Regions from separate parts of the Callithrix jacchus genome. Here region 1 is linked to region 2. Evidence: chromatin contacts called from public Hi-C data. All regions are on one chromosome and are shown on one strand. Each heading gives the region's core, a stretch centred on a gene start, on an enhancer-like site or on the middle of the called end of the contact. The rest is flanking DNA. Distances are from core to core; before and after follow the strand shown.

Region 1 (7,476 bases), core at 892-3,391, 200 kb after region 2:
AAATCAAACCCGTAACAACGATCTTAGGATATTATGTAACCCTGACGAGGTCAGAGTGAGGATGGCTGGGTCTAGAACTCTATGTTCATTGTCACCCATCAATCTACACAGTCAAGAACATTTGTACTCAGGACCTCTGAAAACCAGTTCCAGTTTAGACTTGTTCCCAAGCAACAACGATGATTATTTTTATCTCTTAACGTTATAGTTTAACTAATTCACTAATGATTAAGACAATTTTAAAGACTGAGTAGGCCCCACTAGCTACATGGCTGTTGCACTTTAGTTAACATGCAAAGGATGTCACTGCCTGCAGTTAGCTAATAACGCATTATAATTAATAGTACTTGGGAAAAGTGTCCTGTCAGCGGGAGCCTTGAGGCTGTTTTCCTAATGCACCAAGATGTTCTCCATCAGGCTTCTTCTGTTTTATCAAATAAGCAACTGGTGCTGTCCCTACCCTCATTCTTTGAATTCTAAGAGTAATTTGGGTTCTAATTCCAGAAACTTACAGCACTTTCGTCATCAGAATTTCCTTGAACCGACATGTAGGGTACTGTGATAATAAAAGCGAATACCCGCTTCTTATTTACTCACCTCCCATTCTGCCTTGCAAAAGCGGGTCTATCTCAGCAGGAGAGCATCAGCAAGCAAAAACCCAGAGGAAGTCAGGGTAATGATTCATCCACCCGGTACAGATTTCTTCATTTGCTTGCACTGCCTCGCACTCTTCTCACGAATAGTTCTTTTTATATGATTTTTATTTTCCTATGTTGATAAAATCTTCTTTGTCCTGTTTTTATTTGTCTCTCTCTGTCACCCAGGCTGGAGTGCAGTGGCGCAGGCTCACTGCAACCTCTGCCTCCCGGGTTCAAGCAATTCTCCTGCCTCAGCCTCCAAAGTAGCTGGGACTATAGGTACATGCTACCATACCTGGCTAATTTTTTTGGATTTTAGTAGAGACAGGGTTTCACCATGTTGCCCAGGCGGGTCGCAAACTCCCGAGCTCAGGCAATCAGCCTGCTTCAGCCTCCCAAAGTGCTGGGATTACAGGCGTGAGCCACTGCACCCAGCCTTGTCCTATTATTCTTAATACCTCTTTTGTAGGTAGGAAAAACAATCGTGGATGTTCTTCACAATTAACTATCACATCACCTGCCATCACTTACCTAGAATAAGAAACAGGTGACGGTTTCTGAGAACAGAGCACTTCAGTGAAAGCTGAGCAAAGGAAGAGCAATAGCCTGACAACATGCCAAAGACCTACCCTCTTCCCCTGCGTTATTATTACTGTCAAATAAAAAGGTATGTAGAAATATGTTTTAAAATTCAATGCCCATCCTCAAATTCACTTTCCAATCTCCGTCACCATCCCTTGCCCACCTCACATTCCCGGGGAAGTAGTACAAGAAGGATTAACAAGGTAGATGTCCTTCATTTGCACTTCCCGAAGGGAGAAAGCATCTAAATGCTGTATATATAGAACTATGAAAAGCGAAAAAAATCAAGATAAGCTATATGCACAGTGAGACAAGAATCACTGTCCTATTGGTTCTACAATTGTTATAAAATATCATTTTATATTAACTTAGCAATTAGAGACCAAAAATCAAACCAAAACTTCCAGTCATTTTGGCGCTGAATCATCTGGTGGACAGTCTAATTGTGTAGTCGAGGTTGTGGGGCAGAGTGTTCTATGAATTTGAATCAAGTCAATTTGGTTGATAAGGCTGTTCAGATATCCACACTGATTTTTCTATCCTCTTGTCCCATCAATCACTAAGAGAGAAGTGTTGACATCTCCAACTATAACTGTGGATTTGTTGAGTTGTCTGACCTGTGCCACTGTCATACACACTCGTCCTCAACATTTTTACAATTCTAAACTCTGCTATTATTGAAACTGAGGCACAGAGCAGTCAAGTGAATTGGGCAAGGCCACTGAACTAGTAAATGGGAAAGCAGGATTCTAACTAGCTCAATTTGAATCCTGCCTTCCCGTTTCCTAGCCGTAGAAGCCCAAGTCCGTGCTATTCTCTTCCATAATACCCTCTATCATGCCTCATCTATGAATTTCAAGAGCAGCTAAGATGAAGCCATGACTTTATTTGCTCTTTACAAGGTGTTTGTGGCACAAGCCAAATTTTAGGGGAGCTCAAACACCATCCCTCTCTCTACTCTCTCCCAACTCCACCCCCACTCCACAGAAGCTCATCCATCCCTCACGGAGCACTGATAGAGAACACACTAAGGGTGTGTTGTTAGGAGATGCAGCTTTCTGTCAGAGAAGTAGGTAAAAGCCCTCGCTTCAGCAAGAAGGGCTCTTGGGGTTCTCTCTCTCTTTCCAGCTTTTCTTGGTTCTCAGCTCCCCGAGCTTTGTTCTCTTCCAGGATGCTATTGAGGATAGATCTAAGCTCTGCCTTAGGAAGCTCTCCCCAACTGTAAAGAGGGCTGCAAGTGTGGAGAAAAGCAAAAACTTTTCTGGGGTTTAGCAACTCACCTGTCCTTGCTTCTTTTTGTCACCAGCATGGTAAGACCTCAGTGGTCAAGTACGGACTGTGAGCAGTGACGGAGGCGCAATGAAAATCTGTTTTTGGATTTGGCCTTATGCTAGGAAGGCAAAAGGAGTCCTGGTTCTCACAGAGTTCAGCCTAGTTCAGCAAGGCTGGGATGCCTGACAGGATTTGTGCTCAAATGTATTCAGGAATGAGCAATGTATACTCGCCTAGAATTTGGCTTCTACGTATGACTCTCTCAGGGCACCTGTAATGGTGGGCTACTGACCACCTCTGTTTCATCAGAGATAAACTCAAACTATACTACTCTCCATAAGAATGGGAAAAAAACACTTTCAAATCTGAGAAATGTAAATTCTTGTTCCAAATATGGCAGAAGAACTATTCTGCTATAGATTTCAGAGATTTTTCTTTTATCCAGACCTGAAGGCCCTCCCTTCCTGTTTAGATTAGGGCAAACTTTGGATCCAATGCAGGGTAAGCTAAAAGTCTCAGTGAAGGCCACTGCATTGGATATCTTCAAAGCAAAAGATGACTCATCACTTTCTTTATTTTATTGAGGATGAACTGAAAGTCTAAACTCCAAGCAAAGCCGATATTCAGGCACTTCAGAAGACCAGCTCCCAAAGGCAATCAGACACGCCCAGCAAAGTGACATATTCTTGCCACATTTACCATGATTCAGGGTTTGACCTCAGCCTTGTGGGCTCAAAAGTCATTTTTGTAGGTCCCCGAGCTGCCTGCTTCAGGGATGCAGCATATGTGGTGATAAAGAACAGAAACTCTAGAGTCAGACTACCTCATTTTGAACCTGGGCTCCACCCTTTACTAGCTGCAAGTTACGTCAGCTTCCTGTGTCGTACTTTCTGCATTTTAAAAATGGTGATCATAATGCTAACAGCCACCTTCTATGATTGTTATCAGAATGAAATAAGTTAATATTTGAATAGTGTTAAGATCAGTGTCTAGCACATAGTCCATGCTGTACGGGTGTTATTAAAACTTGATAAGAGACTGGTCTTAATATCAGAGTGGGAAATTATTTGACAATGAGGAAATAAAGTTGTGAAGCAACTGAAGACTCATGTTGACCTGACTTGGTCCCAAGAGAAGACAAATCAACACCGTTCTCAGTTAACATGGAATATCAGCAAGCAAGAGGAGTTGGCATAACTTAAGTACCTAGTATCATTAGGTTCTAAGGTACTTTCAGGTTGGACAGTCTTTCTACAAATATATTAGTCTATCAGGAAAATATTGTGGGCTCGAGGGGCCCACCTGCTGGCTCTAAGGTTATTTTGATATCTTTGTACAGATATACTTTAGCAGTTGTAATAATATCAAAATGCTCTAGCATTTACTATGTCCATTATAAACATAAATATTTTCTTATTTATTACATACAACACTCCTCTAAAGTAAATGCTCTTACAGATGAGAAAACCACAATGTAGAGAGATATACATGGTCCCTCTGGGATGTTTTCCCCTTGTACTTTCCTTGCCTGGAGCACACATCTGTCAGTCACTTAGATCACTCCTATTCATCCTTCAAGATTCATTTCTACTGTTTGCTCTTCTAGAAAGCAAGCCCCAACTCTCCCTCCCTGGAGCCTCCTCTGAGCTAGAAGAGGCTCATTCCTCTCTTGCCCATTTCTTCTTCTGCATTACCTCTACAAACCACCCACTACATCACATTAAAATGTTCCCAGCTACCTCCTCCACTAGGCCAGGCTGTGCTTTTTTATGGCTAAATCGTTTTTCTTTCTAGAAGATGCTCAATATTTGGCAGAAATGATCATTCAGTAGAATGAGCATAGTACCTGATATTGAGTAAGTGCTCAACTACTTGGGGAATCACAAACTGTATGATGGTAAAGGATTCAAGCACCAAATGGGTGACTGAACTAGGTCCTGTAAGGGCCCTTCCAATTCTGAGACACAATGAGTCTGAGCCTCACGTTCGACCCTGGCTGGCTTGAATAGATGGCGCCAACCTTCACTGAAAAAAGAGAGGTGATTTTAAGAGAAAGATAAGGAAGTCACTTCTGAGTTTAAATAAGCCAAAGGAACTGCCCCTTCAACACTGGCAGACTCACTGGACATGGTGGCATATGCTGATGGGTCCCAGCCACTTGAAAGGCTGAGGCAAGAGGATTGCTTAAGCCTTGGAGGTTAAGGTTGCAGTGAGTCATGGTTATGCCATTGCACTCCAGCCTAGATAACAGAATAGGACCCTGCCCCACCTAAAAAAAGGTGAACTTATCTAAAAGTGAAGGGCTGAAACATTTTCTTAAAGAAACAAACACCTCACAGCATATTATAATGATAGCCTATAAAATGCCACTTCTAATTTTCCACTGTAGATTTCTACATAGTTCCCAGGTATTATAATAGTTTGGTCTTAGAAATAATCCAACTTGAATTATAACCACTAAGAATAAACTATTCAGTTATATAAAACAGATAATACCTCAAAGGATATGAAAATACCATGTATGAAGAGTCAGTCACTCCCTGTGACCAAATGGCCACTGCAACAGCAGCAGTGGGCTCCCACCCAGCTCCATTCCCAGCCTTAATGTACTGTTGACCTCTATTGATTATCCCTGTGACCTTCAGCAAGCTGCTTCATTCAGTTGCCATTCTTTTCAGCTATCCAAGGGCTTCATGAATTGTAAATCAATTTAAAACTGATCAGCACATATCAACTCCCACTTAAAGTCTGTTCCAAAGCATAGTTGTTTTTCATTAGTCCAAAATATGTCAAAAACATTTTACACTAGGAAACCCACGGTGAAAATCTTGCTCAATAACAAGGATATTTATTCTGCTTACACCTTGGAAGCAAACTTAACAAAAATGTAGCATGGTTCCTTTTGTCCTTTTCAATGCCTTTTCATTGCAGGAAAAATATTTTGAGGGGGTCTCTGGTAGAAGGCTGGTTTGGATTGTAGTGTCAGAATCTAAATTTTATCACAAATATTGATAGATTCAACAGTAACAAAGGAGAGGGGTCCCCAATTATCTATTATAGAGCCAAATTTAATCTGAGGATGTGGCAATATTAATTCCTTTGTGGAATTCAGTGCAAGATAATGTGCTCATGTTCTGATGCAAGTCTGCAATTTGAAGTTGGGTTTGTCAATAACAGTTTCTCTGTAGTACAAAATCAAAGTTTAATGTGCCTTTGTTCATGCGCTTTCCTAATGCATTTCAGAGTCCACTTGTGGCACAGATAAGCTCTGAAATCAGCAGTTGTGGATTTTATCCAGTGGACTCTGCCAAGTGTGTGGTTATTTTAACTTGTGAAAATCACTCCACCTCATAGAGAATTTTTAGAGCAGTAAAAATAGTCTACATGATACTCTATGAGTGGATACATGTCATTATACATTTGTCCAAACCTATAGAATGTACAATATCAAGAGCAAACACTAATGTAAACTATGGACTTTGGATAACAATAATGTGTCAATGCAGGCTCAGGGAGTATAGCAAATGTACCATTCTGGTGGGAAATGCTGATGATGGGCGAGGCTGTGCATGTGTGTGGGGAGAGGTAAATGAGAACTCTCTGTACCTTCCTCTCAATTTTGCTATGAACCTAAAACTACCCTAAAAAAACAGTCTGTTAAACAATTGTCCCTTCTGAGGCAGTTTGTTTCTGTTAAGTAGCTCTAAATGTTGGAAACTACTTCATTAAATCAACCCAAAATCTGCCTCACTGAAAATTTCTTCCATTTTCAGATGGGAACTCCTTCCAGGTAAAAGCTAGAGGGGCCCCATTTCAACTTAGCATAATGAATTTCTAACAATCCAAATGTTTCAGTGGACAATAAGTTCCCTGTCAACATGAGCACTGCGTGAATTAAGCATATACCATGTTCCAGGGACTCTTTTAAATGTTTTACCTGTAATAAGTTTTCTATCCCAGCAGCACCTTTATGTGGGTACTGTTATTATCCCTTTAATGGACAGGTATAGTGCAAGCATTCATGACATTTCTGTCAGGATGATTTTCCCTTTTCTCAGTTCTCGAGCAGTCTTCCAAATGTTTGTTCAATCTCCTGGGAAGGCTAGTAGCTACAGAGGGCACAGTTCTGGAATTAGAGAGACCAGAGTTTGAATCTTGCCCCAACTACACTGACCAGCTTTGGAAACTTGAGTGTGTTCTCCATGCTTTTTTTCCTCATCTGTAAATGATATACTAAAATGTAAAGCATCTGCCAGACTGACATTTTAATAAATATTCACTCATTATCTCTACTTTCCCTTCATAAGAATGGTGGAATCCTTTGAGTAATGAACACAACTTATTTTGGCCACTGATGAGCGCTCTTCTACTCTGAAAAATGCTGTAGCATTAATGTGTGTAGCTGCCCTAAGGGCTAATTATCCACTGGAGAGACCGGAGAGATCCCGTCTCTGAGCTGTGCAAAGTTGATGGCAGATCCCACTGTGGTAAAGGCAGCCCATGAGACCTTAACAGAGCAATCAACCTGCCTCCCTTCCACTGTCTTCTCTTTCCACAGGCAACAGCTGATGGACAGACTTTCTTGGGTGACTGATGCTTCTTTCAACCTGATCTTATAGTGTGCTTCCTCCATAATGCTTCCCTTACCCTCGTACAATTAGTTCCCCAGAGCCTATTGTAAGCCTGCCACATTGGGGCCAGGGAAAAGTAACCAGCACCCTCCACACATGCCTGCTACTTAGCTAACCTGAGGGCTTTTAACGAAGCTTATAGGCCATTTGGATTTGTATGTTCAGTGGTGATATTCCGGTGATGAATTCCAGCCTTGTCATTTATACTGAGAGTAACTGGCAGTCCCTGCTTGTGTGGTTGACTGGCTGCTGTTTGCAAAATATCTGTAGCTCCTACTGCCCAAATTACTGAGCAGACAGCGGTGGCAGGGCTTGGCAGTGCCAGGCCACTGAGGGTTGCTGCATACCAAGTG
Region 2 (7,751 bases), core at 2,130-4,629:
TACTGAAGTTTCCTTGCCAGGAGCTGCAGTTGCTTTACTTCCACTACACCTAGCCCTGCATGGATTCAAGCTGGCATATTTAGAAAGCAGAGTCATCCTAAACCAACCAGGAATCCATTCATTTCAGAGCAGTGGGAGAATCCTGTTTTTATTAGAAAAAAGGAAGAAAAAGAAAGCATACTTTGGAGAGTCTTGTATGTTTTACAGATTGTGTACATTGTCTGTCCTTTGACTCCTCATCTGACATAAAACTGTGACCAACTCACAAAACTATAAACTCCAATGTATGACAATTCAAAATTAATTTTCAGTGCACAGGTTATACAAAGACTGCACTCAATTTCTATCACTCCTCTTAGAATACTGATGTTTAGAATTTTAGATTTCTTTTCTACTTGGGGCAGAGTGGCCAGGGCTCCAGCAGTCTTGAGAATCTCATTTCCTTGAGATTTGGAGTATTGGACCCAGCAGAGAGTCTCTGTCAGGAGACTGTGCCTCACGATTTCCATATAGGAAGTGTAACTGGTTGTCAGCCCCAGCTGCTGCAATGGCACCAGGCCACACCTTTCAAGGGTCACTCCCCACCAGTGACCTAGCACAGTGGGGATACTAAGGCAGGCCCTTTCCTGGAGATACAAGATTCCTTTATAGGCAACTTTCACCCAAGTAATCCCCTATGACTCTGCAGGACCCGCAGGACAGTTTGGGATCCATCCACCTGCCTTTTCTCCCTCTCTCCTTCACTGAGGGTCAGACTTGGATAGCAATCTGATGACTTCCCGTTCTGCCTGTCTCCTTCCCATTTCCATTCACATAGTAATTTCCACAGTGATATCCCTGGTGTCTGCATCTCAGAGGACCAGGACAAAAATAGGAGCTTTATCTGCACGACAGGTCGTTATACTTATGACTTTTACCTTCAGGTTGTCATCGTTCTCTTACCTTTCAGTCTAGAATTGGTAGAACTCATCTGTAGCATGATTGACTTGGAGTGCTGGCTGACAAAACTGACCTCGTTCACAATGCTACTAGGCGTGTGTGAATCAGAAAAATAATATATTGCAGTCTTAAACCATATTACCATTCTTGATGAGTGGTAGACAGGGCTAAAAATAAACTTCTGCCCACAGAATCCTTTGGCTTTCCAGAAGCACATATTCTTATTCTAGCTACAACGTAGAAATTCTCCCAGATGTTTGAAAAGTAAACTAATAAAATGTTTTTATTAAAATAAGAACATATGAGCGCTTTCACTATAAACGATAATGTCATGTTTACAAGAAGAGATCTTTTTATAATTTTGTTTTTCTGCCAGACTCTGTGTGACTTAATCCTCTGGGCTTCCTGGGGCCAGTGAATTTAAAAACAAAATGAAACAAAACCCTTTACAAAACCTTGAAAACCATTCAGGATATCTGGAAGCAGAGAAAATCGGGCTCTGGTGTTTTGGACTCCAAAAATCTGTAGATAAAGTTGCATTTGGATGAGCTGTCAAGCAAAAGAAATAGCCTGGATAATCAAATGTCTTTTATTTACCGCTTTGGCTTTTACTAATTGTAAATAGCTTACCCTCTCCATTGTAGTTGTCACCTGATGTTATTTACTTGAAATGCCAGGCGGTCATTCACAGCAAGGAGGGCTGGTTGTTGATCCCTTAACATAGTTTCCTTCAGCATGAAGTAGACGTGGATTCACTGGAGATGTTGGCAGTAGCTATATAAACTGTGTTGTATTTGACGAGACTCCCGTTAAATGGACATCGAATCCTTCAAATGCTCATCACATGGAAGCATTTGGACGTTCTGACTTTGTACTCAGTGGTCGTGTGTAAACTCAGTGGGACATCAGGCAGCATTACCTGCACAGCCACGACAGGCTTGGCCTGGCTTTGGCCTCCTAACTGTATCTGGCCCTTGTTTTGGTCTCTTGCAGCACTCTGTGACATGCACCCTATGAGAGCCCTCTTCCTCATCCCCCGGAACCCAGCGCCCCGGCTGAAGTCTAAGAAGTGGTGAGTCTGGTCTTCAGTGTTTTGCAGATCTGAGGGTGAGGTTTGCTTGTGATTCGATTTTGGATTAGCTCTAATCTCTAGGTCCTGCTAATAGAATGAGACTAATACATCTTATGACTTGGTGAACTGTCATTCATCTTATAGTACATATTGAGTAGCTACTATTTGTGCAGCAAGTCTTTATTCTCCCACCTTCAAGGTAAGAAAGTATTAGCCAAAATGCATAAGTGAAGCCCAAGTAATAACATGAAAGCTCTTTGATTTTAACCCCAAGTCCTGTCTTTCCTGGCAGCACCGAACAGATCATCAGAGAGGGTGATAATTTAGAGGCCGCCTGTTAGATTGGCTGATTTCTCTTCTGTTTCTTACAACAGTAATTCCCTAAGTTTATATGCCTACCGGGTAATGTCTGAGATTACTGCTCTGGCACGTGTATGAGCATTTGCTGTTTTTTGTTGTTACTACTGTCTTCACATGTGGCAGGTGATACTGGCTTCTTCTTTGGGGCAGCGCTATAACTTTTCCTATTAATAAACTTACATAAAATGGTGACTTACTTTAAAGAAAACTACTACATGAATACTAGTATGGGCGGTGTGAGGTATGGCAAAAATTACGTTGATCAGCTGTGACTGACATTTGGGAAACAGTTCTACAGGTTAAGCCAGATGTTGGACATTTGACTTTTTTGAGATAATTCTATAGTCTGGATCTTTTTATCTTACCATTCCAGAACCGAAATTCACTGCTTCCTCCTTCCTTCCTATGGAAGTGGTGTGTTCTCCCTGATGCATTCTTGAATCTCTGATCACTCTTGCACTGAGGACAATTCCTGCACCACTTGTGACCACCTATCATTTTTCTAGAGATAAGTTCTGGGCAGTGAGACCCTGAAGGGACAGGATCCTTCTGCCCCCTTCCATAGCCCTTCATGATCAGGCGCTTCATTGGGCCCTCATGTTTCCCACCCACCCACCCACCTACCCACATACAGGGGGCAGCCTTAATTACTACCAGTCATCTACTAATGACAGCCGCCCTGGTGCAATGGCATGCTGCACAGAAAGAGGGAGGGAAACAGCCAGAAAAGGGATGGCAGCCTCAGAACTGCCGGGCCCTGCGAGGGGAGTGAGAGTTGCTATTGGTAACAAGGAGGCAGAGCGTTCCCTGCTCCTCCTTCCTCTGCAGAAGGTCACTGTGGTACAAGACAACCATTCTCTCCCCAGCAACAGCCCTCCCATTGGGTGTCACACATCATGTGATCAGCAAAGCACCCCAACACCCTGCTTCCTCTTCTCCCTGGATCAGACTCCCGGGGAGAGGGGCTGGCTCTGTTCTCTTTCCTGGAAGTGACAGTGACACTACAAAGCCCTCTGCTAGGTTCCTGCTTGACATCTGAGCTAGTGTGCTGTGTACAGCAGGCTTTACTTACCCTGTTCCCTGCCCTCTCCTATCGTCCTCTCTCTTTACTGCTGCTGGACACGTATTCTGAGCTTTTCCATAGAAAAGGACAAACCGGCCCTCCACAGACGTATTTTATTTGGCTGTCACAGTGTGGTCATACACCCGTTTTAAAAATATGTGTATTAATTGGCAACACCTGAAAATCTGTCAGTTGAGCAGTACATGTAGATTTCTGGCCTTTTCCTTGCAGAGATGCAGTGAACTGCCTGCTAAGTAGCTCCTGCTCCCATTTAGGACAAGGGGTTGCCCTTCTGCTCCAGCCACCACCTCTCCCCAACTCAGAGGCTGGTGTCAGTTGGTTAGGACACATCTCCGGTTTTCATCTTAACCGTGATCGGCACCACCCCTTTTTGTGACCTGCCCGACCCCACAGAAAAGTGCGTGAAGAGATTTCACACTCCTTTCCCTACAGTGTTGGTTTTCGCTGATAGAGATCCAAAAAGATCAACTGCGTGCTGACTTTGTTTAAGAAATACAAACTTTTAGGACAATGCAGGCTGATTTTTCTGCTTCAGACCTTTGACAAGAACGAATTTTAATAATGCCAGAGGGAGCTTGAGAAGCTGGGAAACAGTGAGAAGTCCAGGCCGATTTCATCTCCTCCTGCCACCTTGCACACCTTTCCCTTGATGCGTAAGGAAAGCTGGGTAGGAAAGCTCTGGGAACTGCCCCGTATGTTAGACACGGAAAGGGTGACTGGGGAATCGAAAGCCCTGAGAATGTGCTATTTCCGTTTCCATCCCAGCCTTTGCAGAGGGGGTGGTGCAGCCCCCAGGCACGTGATACTTGACTACAGGCATGGCTCCCATTTCTCTGCAATACAATTCCACCAGTTTTTAAGGGAACATGTTTAAACATTTCAAAGTATTTTATCTTGAAAGAGCAGGTCAAAAGTAATTTGAAGTAAGTTAGTGTTGACTTTAATAGACTCTAGTGTATGGGAGGGAATTAAACATTTCGTTTATTTTTTTTTAAAGGAAAAGACTCCCTTCCCCAATCAAGAGGCTAAACTCCAAAATGTTCTTTTATTTCCAGCTCTTCTCTACCTAAACGAGTTATCAGGTTAACAGTATTATTCTCAGTGTATCTATCAGCACATGACCAAAGAGGGCGCCACTGCAGAGGCAGGGCCCTGAACTCCTTCCGTGGCAAACATTCAACGGAGCGTCACTTTCCACATGACTGAGTCTACAACAAGCAAGGCATAAACTGGTCTCTTAGTGTGAATTCTTTTTAAACTTGTGCCTTCAAGATTTGAGAAGTAAAGGCAGTGGCGCTGCTCTTTCCACTGTCATCATGAAGGAAAAAGAGACCACCACCACTCACAGGAGCCCCGTTCTTCCTTCCCTATTAGTGTGATGAGGAGGACCCTTTGTGCTGAGGGATTATGAAGTTAGGGCACCATCGAATGTTCAGGCATTTAATAGTAAGTTGTCTGGGAGGATTGTACCCTTAGTTGAATCAGAGGAAACCAAAGATACTCTCACCCTGTACCCCTGTGTCAGCACCAGCAAGTGAATAGTGAGACCGGGATTCCCATTTTCTCCTCCTGTCTCTTGTGTGTGGGTGGATTCCACTCGCAGGGGTAAACCATCTCCTTCAAAAGATTTTCTCCTCCCTTCTCCTGCCACCCTGCTCAACCACACTCACCTGCCCTCATAAATATACTCAGTGCCATTGTTTCCCTTAAGGGCCTTCTGGAGAAGGATACAAATGGTTGCATCAAGTACAAAATGGTGACTCATACTTTTCAAGTGCCTTTTACATTTGAAAAGCCCACAGAGGAAAAGCAGCACTCAGCTGAGATCATTAGAAAAACCATAACTGCTTATCTATACAAGCTCCACTGGTCCAAGCTGCTCATGCTCCAGATGAGGATGTGGAGGGCCAGTGAGGCTAAGGGGCATTTTTGCATGAGTCCTAGGCTCCTCCCACTGGGAAAGCCAGCCTGGACCCAGCCTCTTGCTTTTGCTCCAAGGTTTAAATCACCCCGTTATTTTATGAGGCACCAATTCTGAATCTTGGTGTGTTGTCAGACTTTTGTTTTGAGATAGGACGAAGCTTGTGTGTGTGTGTGTGTGTTTCTAAATAAAATAATAATACAGAGCAAATGTCAGAAAACCCTTCAAATAGACGTAATTTGCTGGTAGTAATGTGACTGAACTTTGGACTTTATTAAAATCCAGCTAAAAACGATTACACAGACTTTAAAAATTAACTTTTTTTGTGCACCCTCCTTGAAGATAACAGCCCAGTTGACTCTTCCCGCTAACATATTTAATCTGTACATGAAATAATTCCCTTAAAAAAGCTCTAGGTTTACTCAGTTCAACAGAAATGGTGATTTCTGATTTTTAGAGACAGAGTCTCATTCTGTCACCCAGGCTAGTGTACGGTGGTGCAATCATAGCTCACTGCAGTCCAAAACTCCTGGGCCCAAATGATCCTCCCACCTCAGCCTCTCCAGTAGCTAGGACTACAGGTGCATGCCACCATGTCCAACTAATTTGTTCTATTATTTATAGAGAGAAGGTATTGCTATATTGCCCAGGCTGGTCTTGACCTCCTGGCCTCAAGCAATCCATCCATCTTGGTCTCACAAAGCACTGGGATTGTAGGTGTGAACTACCGCACCTGGCCAGAAGTGGGGATTTCTGCTCCTCAGTCCTAAAGGTGGATACTGTGTTCCATAAACCCAGTGATGCTCAGAGGTTGCTCAGGGCAATGTCATCATAGTCATCATCATCTTAATAGCAAACACACATACGGCATTTATGATACCAGGCACTGTTCTCAATATTTTACATGAATTAATTCACTTATCATAACATTTTTTTTGAGATAAGTACCAATAATGTCCCCATTGGCAGCCAGGTAAACTGAGGCACAGAGAAGTTAAATAATTTGTCCAAGTTAGTAAGTGATGCAACTCAAAGTGGAAGAAGAGGGTAGCTTTGGGAAATAGGGCAGGGACGATGCAAATTCTGAGGTCAAATGATGATTACCGAAAACCTTAGCCCAACTGGTTATAGTGGCTGATGTGACAATCTTTACAGCATTTTTAATTCCCCCAACACAATCTAACACGTGAACAGGTTAAATCTGGGAAGATAAAGTGTTTAGTGACTCTGACAGTAGAGCTGGTCTTCTCAGACCGCAGGCACCAATCATTACCATTTATTTCTCCATGCCAACTCTTGGGAAATTAGTATTACTAACCTTAGGTGTTTCTATTTTATAAGAAACAGAACTAAATTACCATCAGGAGAGATTCAAGTAATAAAGTTATATAGATGTACTTTAAACTCATTAGCACACTCGGCAAACAGTGAGGTGATATTCAATATAGGTGAAGTGTTTTCACTCTTAAATAAGTGTGTAGTTAAGCATATTGATTCTTTGGTCGTGCTAACTTAAGAGACTATGAATCCTTCTTTGAAGACTCATTTTAAGTAAGCATTATTTTCTCTTCAAAGTGTATCATCTGAAAACGATATGAAATACATTACCAGCTTTGTAGTTCTGCACATGTAAGCCCATGTGAAAACACTTCACCTGTATTGAACATTACCTCCCTGTTTGCTGAGTGTTCTAATGAGTTTAAAGTACATTTATGCTGCACATGTAGGCCCAAAATTATTCTCTTGAATATCTCTGAGGTTTTTCTCCCAGCAAGGCGTACTGGGAAAAACGACTCTGTTTAATAACTAATTTCATTAAACTTGAACACTATTTGATTCTGGAAATCTGGAGATTTCATTTATTATTGTTTTTTTTTAGAAGTCAGTATCAGGGAATAGAATGTACAGTCTATTAAATCTCGACCTCACTTTTAAATTGAATGTGATTTATTTATCACCCTCTAACAGTTAGTTGAGCATTTCATAAAAAACAAGCACTTTGGTGGGCACGGTGGCTCATGCCTGTAATCCCAGCACTTTGGGAGGCCTAGGCAGGTGAATCACCTGAGGTCAGGAGTTCGAGACCAGTCTGGCCAACATGGCAAAATTTTATCTCTACTAAAAATACAAATATTAGCCAGGTGTGGTGGTGCGCATCTGTAGTCCCAGCTACTTGGGAGGTGAAGAGGCAGGAGAATCACTTGAACCTTGGAGACAGAGGTTGCAGTCAGCTGAGATAGCACCGTTGCACCCCAGCCTGGGTGACAGAGTGAGACACACACACACACACACACACACACACACACACACACACACACACACAAAACAAGCACTTTCTTTTAGTTTCCAGCAAGAAAAAGAGAACTGCCATTTAT

Evidence for each region. Hi-C and Micro-C count contacts between places; a contact is called where the count stands out from the background.
Region 1: a contact with region 2 is called in a Hi-C map of induced pluripotent stem cells, with 3 times the contacts expected there. The contact joins two enhancer-like sites. A contact is called at or near these places in 2 of 3 Hi-C or Micro-C datasets (induced pluripotent stem cells and skeletal muscle).

What each region holds. Positions count from the first base shown.
Region 1 is chr17:16,097,865-16,105,340 of calJac240_pri, forward strand. All of the region lies in intron 2 of LOC128930035 (a long non-coding RNA gene), which reads right to left. Among named protein-coding and RNA genes, the nearest start is that of EIF5A2, 41 kb to the right of the region's middle. Within about 2 kb of position 2,142, at least 2 of the 16 cell types and tissues checked have an H3K27ac peak or open chromatin away from gene starts, as enhancers often do.
Region 2 is chr17:15,892,487-15,900,237 of calJac240_pri, forward strand. It overlaps TNIK (TRAF2 and NCK interacting kinase), which reads left to right. Exons shown (of 31, transcript XM_035278931.3): 9 at 1,933-2,011. Among named protein-coding and RNA genes, the nearest start is that of SLC2A2, 150 kb to the right of the region's middle. Within about 2 kb of position 3,380, at least 5 of the 16 cell types and tissues checked have an H3K27ac peak or open chromatin away from gene starts, as enhancers often do.